2 separate regions of the Delphinus delphis genome follow, and region 1 is linked to region 2. The links are chromatin contacts, called in public Hi-C maps. All regions are on one chromosome and are shown on one strand. Each heading gives the region's core, a stretch centred on a gene start, on an enhancer-like site or on the middle of the called end of the contact. The rest is flanking DNA. Distances are from core to core; before and after follow the strand shown.

Region 1 (6,092 bases), core at 2,176-4,675, 300 kb before region 2:
AGAGTGGGGAGGCTTCTAACGGTACCCACTGGTGAGGGGCATGGCCTGAGGCTGTGCCGGAAAGGGGAGCAGCTCCCTTCCTAAGGCTCTATTTCCCTCAGGTAAGAAAGACCTGGGTTCTGCTGACTGAATGCTTAAGTTCCGGGGAGGCCAAGCGGGGCCCCCAAAACCCCAGCCTGGGCTCCCCCTCCCCACTGGTGCATCTGGGTGCCTAGCAGGGAAGTTGGGACTGGGGGAGTAGAAATGGGCATGGTAGCTAAAAATTCCCTGCCTCCCCACCCCCGTTGTCCAGGGACTAGAATCGTGGACTCTCCTGCTTTGTCCCCATCTTGGGGCTCCCCTGGGGCATGCCCCACTTCCCAAGCACCGGGCTGAAAGCCTTGGCTCATGGAGACTCGGGACCCCGCAGAGGGCCGGGTCAGGGGCTGCAGGCTCCAACCTCCGAGCTAGGACCCCACCCCACCCCCGCTTCCAAGCTCTAATGGGCCTTGTCCCCCTTGCCGACAACCAGCCCATGGGACTGTGGACTGGCAAGGGCTGGTCAGGAGCCGAGGCTGGGCCCCTCCGGGCTCCTTGGGAGCTAGGGACAGGGGAGGGGTCCTTACTGCAGCAGGGTCTCCACCACGGCTTTCTGGTGGGCTGCCTCCTCGGGGCTGAGGTTCTCCAGCTCTCTGAGAATGGGTGGCGTGAAGTCTTCCCCCTCGTCGTCCGTCTCGTCCTCGGAGCCCCTCGTCTCCCCCAGCCCATTGGGCAACTCGGCCAGCTCCCCTCGACCGCCGCCACCGCAGGACTCCCCCTTGTCCGGGGGACCGTCTCCGGCCAGCAGGTAGGGCCCCGGCTCACCCAACGCCTGGATCAGCGCCTCTTTGCTCAGGCCCGACTCGAGCAAGGCCGCCAGGAGCTCCGTCTGCAGCTGGCTCAGTTTAGAAACCATGGCTCCACTAGTGCGGGCCACGCGGCCCAGGGCCACTGAGCCGGCCGCCTCCCGCCCCCCCGGCGTGGGCTGGCTCCGTGCTGGCCGGCCAGCAGGCAGGCCCAAACCAGGCTCCTTGCGCCCGCTGCCCCCCCAAACCCCACTAGCCAAGCCCTGTGGGCACCCCCAACCCCCAACCCTGGCCCCAGTGGCCAGTGAATCAGGGCCCCTGCCCGCTCTGTTTACATTGGAGCTGGGGAAATTCTCCAAGGTTCATATTTATCCATGTGCTTAGCGAAGGGACTGAACTTTGGACTTCACCCTGCAAAGTGCAGGCCTCATGGCAGCACAGAGGGACAGGGAGCCGTGGCCTTCCATGGGAGTGGGCAGAGCGGAGGGCGGGGGAGGCAGCGGTGGGGGGCCCAGGACAGCTGGGATGGAAGGTACTGGGAGCCAGGGAGGCCTTCGGGTGACCAGCATTGGGTCCCTCCCCCAGCGACCTTGTAGGGGGCCAGGCTGAGGCAAGAGAACAGCAGCCTTGGGAACAGAAGCAGCAGAGTTCTAGGCTGTCGGGTCAACTCTCCTGAAGGGCAAGGCTAGGACACATCCATCTGAGGACCCCCCACTGCCAGCCCCAAAGTCTGGCCTCCCAGGAGGGAAAACGCGTCGACTAAGTCTACTGTGCGCTGAGTCTGTAACGTGCGTCATTACCTCAGTGTAGCCCCCTAACAGAGTAGGTACAGGAATTGTGCCCATTTTACAGAGGAGGAAACTGAGGCTCTGAGAGGGTAAGCAACTCGCTCAAAGTCACACAGCTAGCAGGGACAAGATTTGTGGACTGGGAGCAGGGTGTGGCCAGTCAAGCACTTGGTGCAGGTGCAAATTTTAAGGGGATGTCAAAAAACTCAAGATGAAATCAAGATGAAAAAATATTTTTATATACTCTATTAAAAATTCAAAATCAATGCAAAACCCAGAAGAACTTAAAAGAAATGTCCACACAAAAATTTGCCTGCGAATGTTCTCAGCAGCGTGATTCACAAGAGCTAAAAAATAGAAAAAACATAAATATCCATCAGTGGATGAATGGATAGAAGAAATGTGGTCTCTCCGTGCAATGGCGTGTTATTTGGCCATAAAAAGGAATGAAGTCCTGATTCATGCTACAGTAGGCATGAATCTTGAAGACATCATGCTAAGTGAAAGAAGCCAGACACAAAAGGCCATCTATTGTATGATTCCATGTGTAGGAAGCGTCCAGAATAGGCAAATCCATACAGACAGAAAGTAGATGCGTGGTTGCTGGGGGCTGGGGAGGTGGGGGTGGGCACAGGGAATGGCTGCTTAATGGGTACAGGGTTTCTTTGGAGATGATGGAAATGTTCTAATATTGATGGGGTGATGTTACACAACTCTGTGAATTTACTAAACACCACTGAAGTTTGCAGTTTAAAAGGGCAAATTTTATAATCTATGAATCAATAAAATATACTTTTCATTAGTTTGAAAAATTAATGCCAAAAATCTGTGATGAACAAAAAATATCAAAATGTTAAATAAAGGCAGGTTCCAACCCTCACTCACCTCCTACTAATGCCATTCCTAGGCAAAAACTCATCCCTAACCCCCACCCTTCCCTCTTCCGGTAAGAGCCTGGACAAAAATTCCTGCTGTCTGTCCCCTGGGGTGGCCCTAAGCTCCCAGAACAAGGGGTGTGCACCATTGCCTGGAGTAGGCAGGGTGGTGCTGAGGGGCTGCCCCCAGGCTGGGGCATCTCTCAGGGGTCTGCAGAGGCAGGGTCATGCTTGGCAATGGTGGAAGGGAGAAGGCACCGTTGGCCAGAAGGCCCTCCCTGCAGGCCAGGCTAGTCCAGCAGGGGGAAAGGGGCTTCTTCATTTTTGCACTCACCTGACACACTCAGCAGCTGTGAGGCCCGTGCGGCCACTGAGCACTTGAAATGTGGCTGATGCCTCTGGCTGAAATGATAATATTTTGGATCTATTGAGTGAAAGTTTTTAATTTTAAAACTAAATACTTTAAAATTAGAAAACCTAATTTCACCTGTTTCTTTTTACTTTTATAATGGTACCACTGGAAACTTTTGAATTACATTTGCGCCTCACATTCTATCTCTATTGGACAGCGCTGCTCTGTAATTTACTTACACGTATGATGTTGATTATTTATGGTCTGTCTGCCTCTGCTAGAGTATCGGGTCCCCCACCCCCGCTCCAGGGCAGGGCTTTTGTCTGTCTTCTTCACTGCTGTATTCGCAGTGTTTAGTACGTTGCCTCATCCGTACTTAGTAGGTGCTCAGTAATATTTGTGGAATGAATAAATTTCATTGCACACTGCCCAACGTATACTTAGCTCCACACCAGGCTTTAGTAATGTATGAAATGCTCAGAACCACTCTATGAAGTAGGCACTGTTATTCCCAGAGCCCGGCCCTCTGCACAGGATGATGCTGGCAGTTGCCCCATGAGGAAGTGGGCCCCCCACATTGCTCTCAGTGCTTCCCTTCTCCTCTAGCACAAGTAGCTTTGGGGTCAGGCAGCTCACTACTGGGGGCAGAATTCTCAAGTCCAGCTAAAGGACAGGGAAGATGCTGCATGCTGTCCCTTCGCAGTTCATGGCTCTCCTCCTTGCTACCCTGTCCAGGAGACTGCTTGCTGCCTGCAGCTGCCCTCGGAGACCTTCCTCTAGAAGACGGAGCCAGACAGGGTGGGGCCTGGGTACTTTGCACAACTTTTGGGCTCCTTGACTGCTGGGTCCCCGCCCCCCCCCCCCCCCCCCCCCCCCCCGCCCGGCAGCCAGGTGGCTGAACTGGTGACTCCGGGACTGAAGGTGGATTTAGTTGGGAGGAGAACGGTGGTGTGGGGCGGGGGGAGCCTCTAGAGTGTCTAAGGAGAGAGACCCTCAGGGTCCAACTTCAGCTCCAGTACACACAGAGGCTATTGTCCTGGCCCCCCACCCCACCCCGACTAGGGCTCCCTCTGAAAATGAGAAGGGTGTCGGTTATTGATACTTGGCAACAGACAATGGAAACGGCAATTCCAGCCCCCAGCCTGCCCTTCCCCACAATCAGGGGACACAACTAAACAGACTCAGAGGTTGGGAGAGGCATTTTGCCTTCTTGAGAATCACTCAGGACCTAGTGTGCGTTTCACGGGCCCCCCGCAAACACACTCCAGCCCCGCACTGGGTGGCCTCAGGCACTGAGTTCGCCTTTCATGACTTATTTATAAAACAGAGGTGTAGATCTCCTAGGGTTGCTTGAGACAACTTTGTACACCTAATGCAGAGATTTGTTGGGCTCTACACAACTGCTCAAACTTTGGAATTAGATTGGACATGACCACCTTCATTTCCTGTTCCACAATCATTTTTGCATGATACCACTTTTTTTTTTTATTAGAACAACTGCCATAAACCCAGCTTCACAAAGTTGTGACATCATCTAACATTCAAGCTGCAAACTACCTTGAGCTAGCGCAAGGTGGCCGACAGATGTCGCTGTGTTCCTTTCAAAAATCCTCGAAAATATTCTGCGGCTCCCAGGGGCACCTCGAGGCGTAGTTTGGGAACTGCGGACCTAAGGGATGGTCTTGGACACAGAGGGTGTTCAGTAAAACGTAGTTGTGAACTTTATCACCATTCTCGCCTACTGAGTGAGCAAATGTTTGCAAAACCGAAGTTCTGGCAAGGCACAAGTCTTCTCCTTGGCCTTAGGAAGCGGTGCAAGAGGGGTACCCCGTCAGCCAATCTCAGGGCTCTCTTGGAATTTAATCGCCAACCCTACCACCCCACCACCCCCACCTTGGGGCCCACCTGTATTCATACTTGGACTATTCTTCCTCCCAGCCCCACTACCTTTAACCTTTTAACCGTTTAACATTTATTGAGCAGTCGCTGGTATATGCAATTTTCATGCTTTTTCTCATTTAACATCTCAACAGCCTCATGAGGTAGGTACTTTTATCCCCATTTTACAGATGAGGAAACTGAGGCTCTAGGAGGCTATGTAAACTGCTCAGCTAGTGCTTGGCAGAGCTAGGATTTGAATCCCAATCTCCCTGATGCCAGAATCCAAGCCCTTGACCACTATTCCACACTACCTCTTTCGGTGAGGCAGTTCACTCTCACTAAATACTTGTTACTATTATTTTGTTGTCATCGTTGTTTTGTTGTTCTGGTTAAGTGTAACTCTGCTCATTGGACTTGTCACCTTTGTGTCGGTTTTACAGATGAGGAGACTGAGGTGCTGAGGGAATAAAAGTGATTAAAAGCCAGACTGCCTGGGTTTGAGCCTGGCTCTGACATTTACCAGCTTTGTGACCTTGGGCAACTTGCTTAACCTCTCTGTGCCTCCGTTTGCTCTTCTGTACAATGATAATGAAAATGCTATCTGCCTCATGAGTTGTTAGGAGGATTAATGAAGTAATACACAGAAAGCACTGTGCCTGACACATTGTAAGCACTCCCCACTACTGAATGATAATCATTACCTGATTACTAAAACAGCCGTTCCACTCCCATTACCCAGGCTGAGTTTTCTTCGTTTGCAAAAGTTCTCCACATAAGAGTCCCTGCCACCCACTTTATTTGACTCTTAAGCCCCGCCTACTCTCTATCCAGTCACACTATTTGCCATCTCCAGAGCATACCTGAAACTGTGTCCCATCTATGACTTTTGCACAAGCTGTTTTTCTGGAGACCCTCACCTGTGAACCTCAAGATCCTCCTGGGTCTCCTCCTGATCCCTTCTCCTTCTCACAGCAACATGAACCTTCACTAGCCACCCTTCCCTAACTCACTGGAGCAGGACCAGCAGCAACAGAAAGCCTTGGGTTGAGGATTAGAAACTCAGATTCCTGACTCCACACTCAAAGGGTTCCTTTAGTAGATCTGGGGTGAAGCCCAAAGTGTGCACACTCCTTGCATCAAAGGGCAGAGAACTGAATAGTGTTCTCTGCAAATCAACAATAAGTGTGGTTGTATGTATGTGTTTGAGAAAGATGTGAAAGGACATACTCCAAGCTGTCAACATCAGTTCTCTTTGGCAGAGAGGAATGCATAAAGAAAAACAAAAACAATAGCAGGAGGAGAGGAAGAGAAATAAAAGAAACCTCAAAAAAATTGTAACTCTACAATATCTACAAGGTAATAGATATTAACT
Region 2 (5,528 bases), core at 398-2,897:
GAGCCAGACGCGCACACACAAACATGCTGTTGGAGATTTATATTTATATAAAGTTCAAGGACAGGCAAAGCTAATCTATCGTGATAGAGGTCAGAATAGAAGCCATTTCTGGGAAGGTTTATGGCTGGGATAGGGCACAGGAACCTTCCTGGGTGCTGGAAATGCTCTCTTAATGTGGGCAATGGTTGCAAAAGTCTATACGTATGTAAAAATTCAATGAGTTGTACACTTAATATGCGCTTTATGTATGTTATGCCACACTAAGACAATTTTTAAAAAAGATATTCAAGGGGAAAAAAAGAAGAGTACTACACAGTATGATCCTATATATATATATTTTTTGTCTGCTTTGGGTCTTGTTGCTGCGCGTGGGCTTTCTCTAGTTGCGGCGAGCGGGGGGCTACTCTTCCTTGCGGTGCACAGGCTTCTCATTGTGGTGGCTTCTCTTGTTGTGGAGCACGGACTCTAGGCACGCCGGCTTCAGTAGTTTTGGCACGCAGACTCAGTACTTGTGGCACACAGTCTCAGTAGTTGTGGCACACGGGCTTAGTTGCTCCACGGCATGTGGGATCTTCCCGGACCAGGGCTCGAACCCGTGTACCCTGCATTGGCAGGCGGATTCTTAACCACTACGCCACCAGGGAAGTCCAGTATGATCCTATTCTTAAAAAGAAAATAAAAGGAAAAATATAATTTAACATACGGCAGAAGTTCTCATCTCATACTTTTTTTTTGTCTCAGGACCCCTTTTCACTCATTAAATTATTGAGGATCCCAAAGAGCTTTTGTTTTGTGGGATATATTGATATTTACCATGTCTGTTAAAACTGAGAAGTGTTTAAAACACAATACACAATTCTCTTAGCCATCAGAGCAATAATGTCAGCACTGTTATGTGGCCTCTGGAAAACTTCACTGTCCACTCTGAGACAGTGAAACAAATAACATCTTAGTATTATTATGAAAGTAATTTGATCTTGGGAACTTCCTGAAAGAGTCTCAGAAAACCCAGTGCTTCCTGGACCTCACTGGAGAACTGCTGGCACAGGGGGAAAATGAAGGAAGAAAACCCACTACATTATAAATTATTCTCTCTCGGTGCTGAGATTATAATTTATTTTTATTTGCTTCTTTGTGCATTTCTGTTCTACACAGAAAATATAAAGACCACGGATGGTTTTTGCAAACAAAAAACAAGACAATACACCCGACTCCATAAGGTTGTTGAAAGGCCTAAGCAGTAATAACATATTTGGCTGTATGGGGAAATTAAACCGAGCTCTAATCTGAAAATAAGGGTCTGATTTCCCCTTTGTCAATCCCTGGCCTGTGAGTGCAAAATGTTGCCTTCAAAAGTTCCACCGTCCATCTTGGGGAGAAAATATAAGTGCACACACGACTGTGTTGCAAGCTAATAGAAGGTAAACGTCCTGGAGGTTCCGAATGCCGCGGCTGCGTCCTACACAGCGGTGGAAACTCCAGCGTGGGGCGTAACCACCCATCACAGCACAAGGTGTTCTATCTTGGAATCCAGCTCCCAAACAACTCAAATCAGCGAATATCTGAGCAGGCCGCCAGCGCTCCTCAGAGGGAGGAGGAGCTCGAAGGAGACCGACACGGGGCTCCGCCTACATTCTAGCTCCGCCTCTCCCTCTGAGTGGCTGCCAGGACAACTTCCCATTGGCCGCCGACCAGAAAGCAGACATCCGGTTTGCGGATCCGCCTGCTGGAGGCGGAGGCCGCAATGGTGCGGTTCAAGCACAGGTAAGCAGACCCTTGCCCGGTCCCCGGCGGCCTGGCCCCGCGCTCACCGCCCTCTCGCCCGCCTTAGGTACCTGCTCTGTGAAGTGGTGTCTGACGACCCCCGCTGCCGCCTGAGTCTGGAGGACCGAGTGCTGGGCGGCCTGGTACGGGACACGATTGCCCGCGTGCACGGGACTTTCGGCGCGGCCGCCTGCTCCATCGGCTTCGCGGGTGCGAGGGTGCTGGGGAACCGGGGGCTGGCGGGACGTGGAGGGGGCAGTGGCCAGAGGAGAGAGAAAGAAGGGGCACAAGCGACCCCAGCAACTGCCAAGCCCTGTGCACAGTCCTATGTAAGATATAATCCTTTAGGACTTTGCTGGAGGCCTGATGGTTAAGCCTCCTCGCTTCCAATGCAGGGGGCACGAGTTCGATCCCAGGAGGGGGAACTAAGATCCCACATGAGGGGGGTGGGGGTGGGGCAAAATAAATTTTAAAAAGATATCGTCCTTTTTAGGAATCTCGGATCCGAGTCCAAAGTCTGCGTGAGTCCAGAGTTAGGCGGAGAGCTAAGAGCAGTAAGCAGTGAGACTTTGGGCAAGAACCCCCTGTACCTATTTGACATATGTATTGTTTAACAGGATGGTGAAAATTAAATGAGGGAAGCCGTGTATGGTTCTAAGTTACTTGACTGGTTACGTTGACATCACATGGAAAAAACATTGTCAAAATTAACCCTGAAAAGGGCCTGTGAAGTACAGAATGTGTGTAGGTAAATGTAGAAGGCCCTTTCAACAGGCACTCTATGTAAACTCATTCTCTTACCATCTACTCAAAATTGAATCCAGTATAAGGAATGCACGTAGGCACAACTCTCCTACATCAGGTGAGACCCAGCTGGCTGCTACAAGAACCTGCATAGACCAGTTGCAGAGCAACTTGCTTTTCAGCCGGTTTTCTGAGGAAGATGGATCTATACGCTCCCCACCCATTCATTAACTAGTCAGTCGATTAGAAGACCGTTTTAAATTCTGAATTCACCAATTCTGAGTGGTGTGCGAGACACTGGATGTTGTTTCTCTCCCTTCTGTAAATGAAGGTCTGTCCTAATTTTTTTTTCTTCAGAAATCAGTTCTTGCTTACTGATGCATCCCAGCTGCCACTGCCTTGAAGGATCTCTAGCGCATAGGCTCTGAATTACCCCAAGATGTTTAACCCATTCCCGAGAATCCAGTTTCCCCAAATGATTTTTTTTTTTCCTGCTGTAGTGCGATACCTCAATGCCTATACTGGAATAGTGCTACTTCGATGCAGGAAGGAATTCTACCGGCTTGTGTGGTCAGCTCTTCCCTTTATCACATACTTGGAGAACAAAGGACACCATTACCCGTGTTTTCTCAACACCTTACACGTGGGAGGTATGGGTGCATGTGATATGTCTCATTTCCAATAGGTAACAAGTTCAGTGTTCAGTCTTCAGTGGTGGGTGGGTCTTCCTGCTCTCCTGCCAAGAGCAAGATACTTTTTCCTAGCTCTGCAAGACTCTTGAGGCAAACACTTTTCACAAGCTGTTGACCACAAAGCTCTTTCATGTGCCAGGTACAATCAGAACATGTCAGAAGTTCCTGATTCAGTACAACAGGAGACAGCTGTTGATCCTGTTGCAGAACTGCACTGATGAAGGTAAGGCACGCTAGCCCTGTGCCCACTGAGCAAGTGACTGGCCGCCTCCTCCAGCTGAATGAAAGGCCACTCCCAAAGACATCTTTAATCACCCGTACTGTACTTTCTTCAGGAGAACGAGAGGCTATCCAGAAGTCTGTCACAAGAAGCTGTTTACTAGAGGAGTCGTCGGCTGGGGAGGAGCTTTCAGACAGTGGTGGTGAGGAGGCTGCTGAGGCAATGGAGTGAACCTCTACAGACTGCCCTGTGCCCCAGCCTCAGGGCCCACTTGTTGGGACAGGACATTCTGGGAGGCAGCAGCATCTTCTGTACTTCTCAAACAGGATGACTGCTGACCAGAGGCCAAGTGACCAGCTCAAAATGGACTTATTTGCTTAAAACTAATCGAAGTCACCTTTACCCAGCATTGCCTGGTTAAGTGGTTCTGGAGGTTGTGAAGCCCCTGGAGTTATAGACATCTTTGTATCTAACTGCCTGGCTGAGAGCAGGTTTAATAAATGTATTTGGCTTCTGTAGTATTTAGTGCGCATGTGAAGTTCATGCTTGGCCTAGTCTCTTTCACCCCTCCACCCTCGGCTGGAAAACTGGCTCCCCATGTGGTACTAGATGCACAGCCTCCCACTTGAAACCTTGTACCCCTGCCCCTAGGATGGGCCCTAAGTAATCCAGGTCATTCAGAGTAGCAGTTTTAGTGAGACACAGCAACTAAACTGGCACAGATCTATAGCTGGTCTCAGTACTGACCCACAGGACCTTAAGAATTCCAGATTCCTTGCCAATACTTAACCAGGTAACCTGACAAAAAATACAGTTCTTGCAGTTTTGAGTGGGGAAAAAACCTGGTCTCACCTGACCTCATTATTACAAAGTCAAGCAGCAGCTGCCAACTTCTGGTAGTTTTCCGCAGTTCCACCCTTCCCCATTGCCTTTTACCTGCCTGGCACCTGAAGGCAGGTGAGACAGTGCACTCACAGGAATTAGGAGGGAGAAGAGACTATGATCAGTTTTGATCTGCTACCTATGAAAGACATTTCTAGGACCTATTTTCTCCTTAATGAAATGGACATCACTCAAAGTCCCTTAAATATTTAACAAAGATTTGTGATTTTTTTGCTTCACATGCCCCTTCATCCACCCAGAAGAGTTCCTGACCCAGGATCTCTTCCTTTTAAGAATGGGAGGTTAGAGTTAAACCCAGCTCAAGAACCCTTTAGGCCTGACCTAAAGGCATTACTCGAATTGCTCAAGCTCATAGTAGCTATTAATCTATTAAGAAGTATAGGTCTTCCCTGGTGGCACAGTGGTTGAGAGTCCGCCTGCCGATGCAGGGGACACGGGTTCGTGCCCCGGTCCAGGAAGATCCCACATGCCGTGGAGCGGCTGGGCCCATGGGCCATGGCCGCTGAGCCTGCGCGTCCGGAGCCTGTGCTCCACAACTGGAGAGGCCACAACAGTGAGAGGCCCACGTACCACAAAAAAAAAAAAAAAAAAGTATATGTCTAGCGACTTCCCTGGTGGTGCAAGGGGTAAGCCTCAGTGCTCCCAATACAGGGGGCCCAGGTTTGATCCCTGGTCAGGGAACTAGATCCCACATGCATGTTGCAACTAAGAGTTCACATGCCACAACTAAGGAACCCGCCAGCCACAACTAAGACCCAGTGCAACCAAACAGATAAATACTAAAAAAAAAAAATAAAAAAAGCTGCCCTGAAATCATCTTAAAGAAACCAGAATGCTCACAATGCTTGTGGAGGTGATTTATTCCAACTATTGGCCTTCATCGTCTATTACACCTAGAGGTTACTTTATTAAGCAGCAAAATAGTTCACATCAGCCAACTTCAGCTGAAACCAAGGCATAAGACTGCTCTAGGCAACAGGGAGGCAGTGGGCAAGCCCACCGCTTTTAAACCTGTCCTGCTCTTCCTCCGGGTGTGCCAGGCTCCTCTGTTCCTGTAACTCAGGCCACTGTCACTTGAAACAAGCTTGATCCAAAGGTTGCCAAGTCCCCAAGCTTCCTTCGTCAATGACAGTTACAGCTTTCCTTGCCAAACAGAAGCCACGTTCAAGAGGCAAAACCCTCCATCACACATGCCAGTGCAACCT

What was found. A called contact is a pair of places that touch in the nucleus more often than the background predicts.
Region 1: a Hi-C map of lung shows a contact between it and region 2, with 12 times the contacts expected there. The contact joins the promoter of HNF1A here to the promoter of POP5 in region 2. A contact is called at or near these places in 3 of 3 Hi-C or Micro-C datasets (lung and muscle).

The regions. Positions count from the first base shown.
Region 1 is chr13:16,929,654-16,935,745 of mDelDel1.2, reverse strand. HNF1A (HNF1 homeobox A) reads right to left here and starts at 3,425. Exons shown (of 10, transcript XM_060028200.1): 1 at 606-3,425. The coding sequence starts at 934.
Region 2 is chr13:16,623,442-16,628,969 of mDelDel1.2, reverse strand. It overlaps POP5 (POP5 homolog, ribonuclease P/MRP subunit), which reads left to right and starts at 1,647. Exons shown (of 5, transcript XM_060029393.1): 1 at 1,647-1,764; 2 at 1,832-1,974; 3 at 3,009-3,158; 4 at 3,340-3,423; 5 at 3,536-3,960. The coding sequence starts at 1,745. The coding sequence ends at 3,651.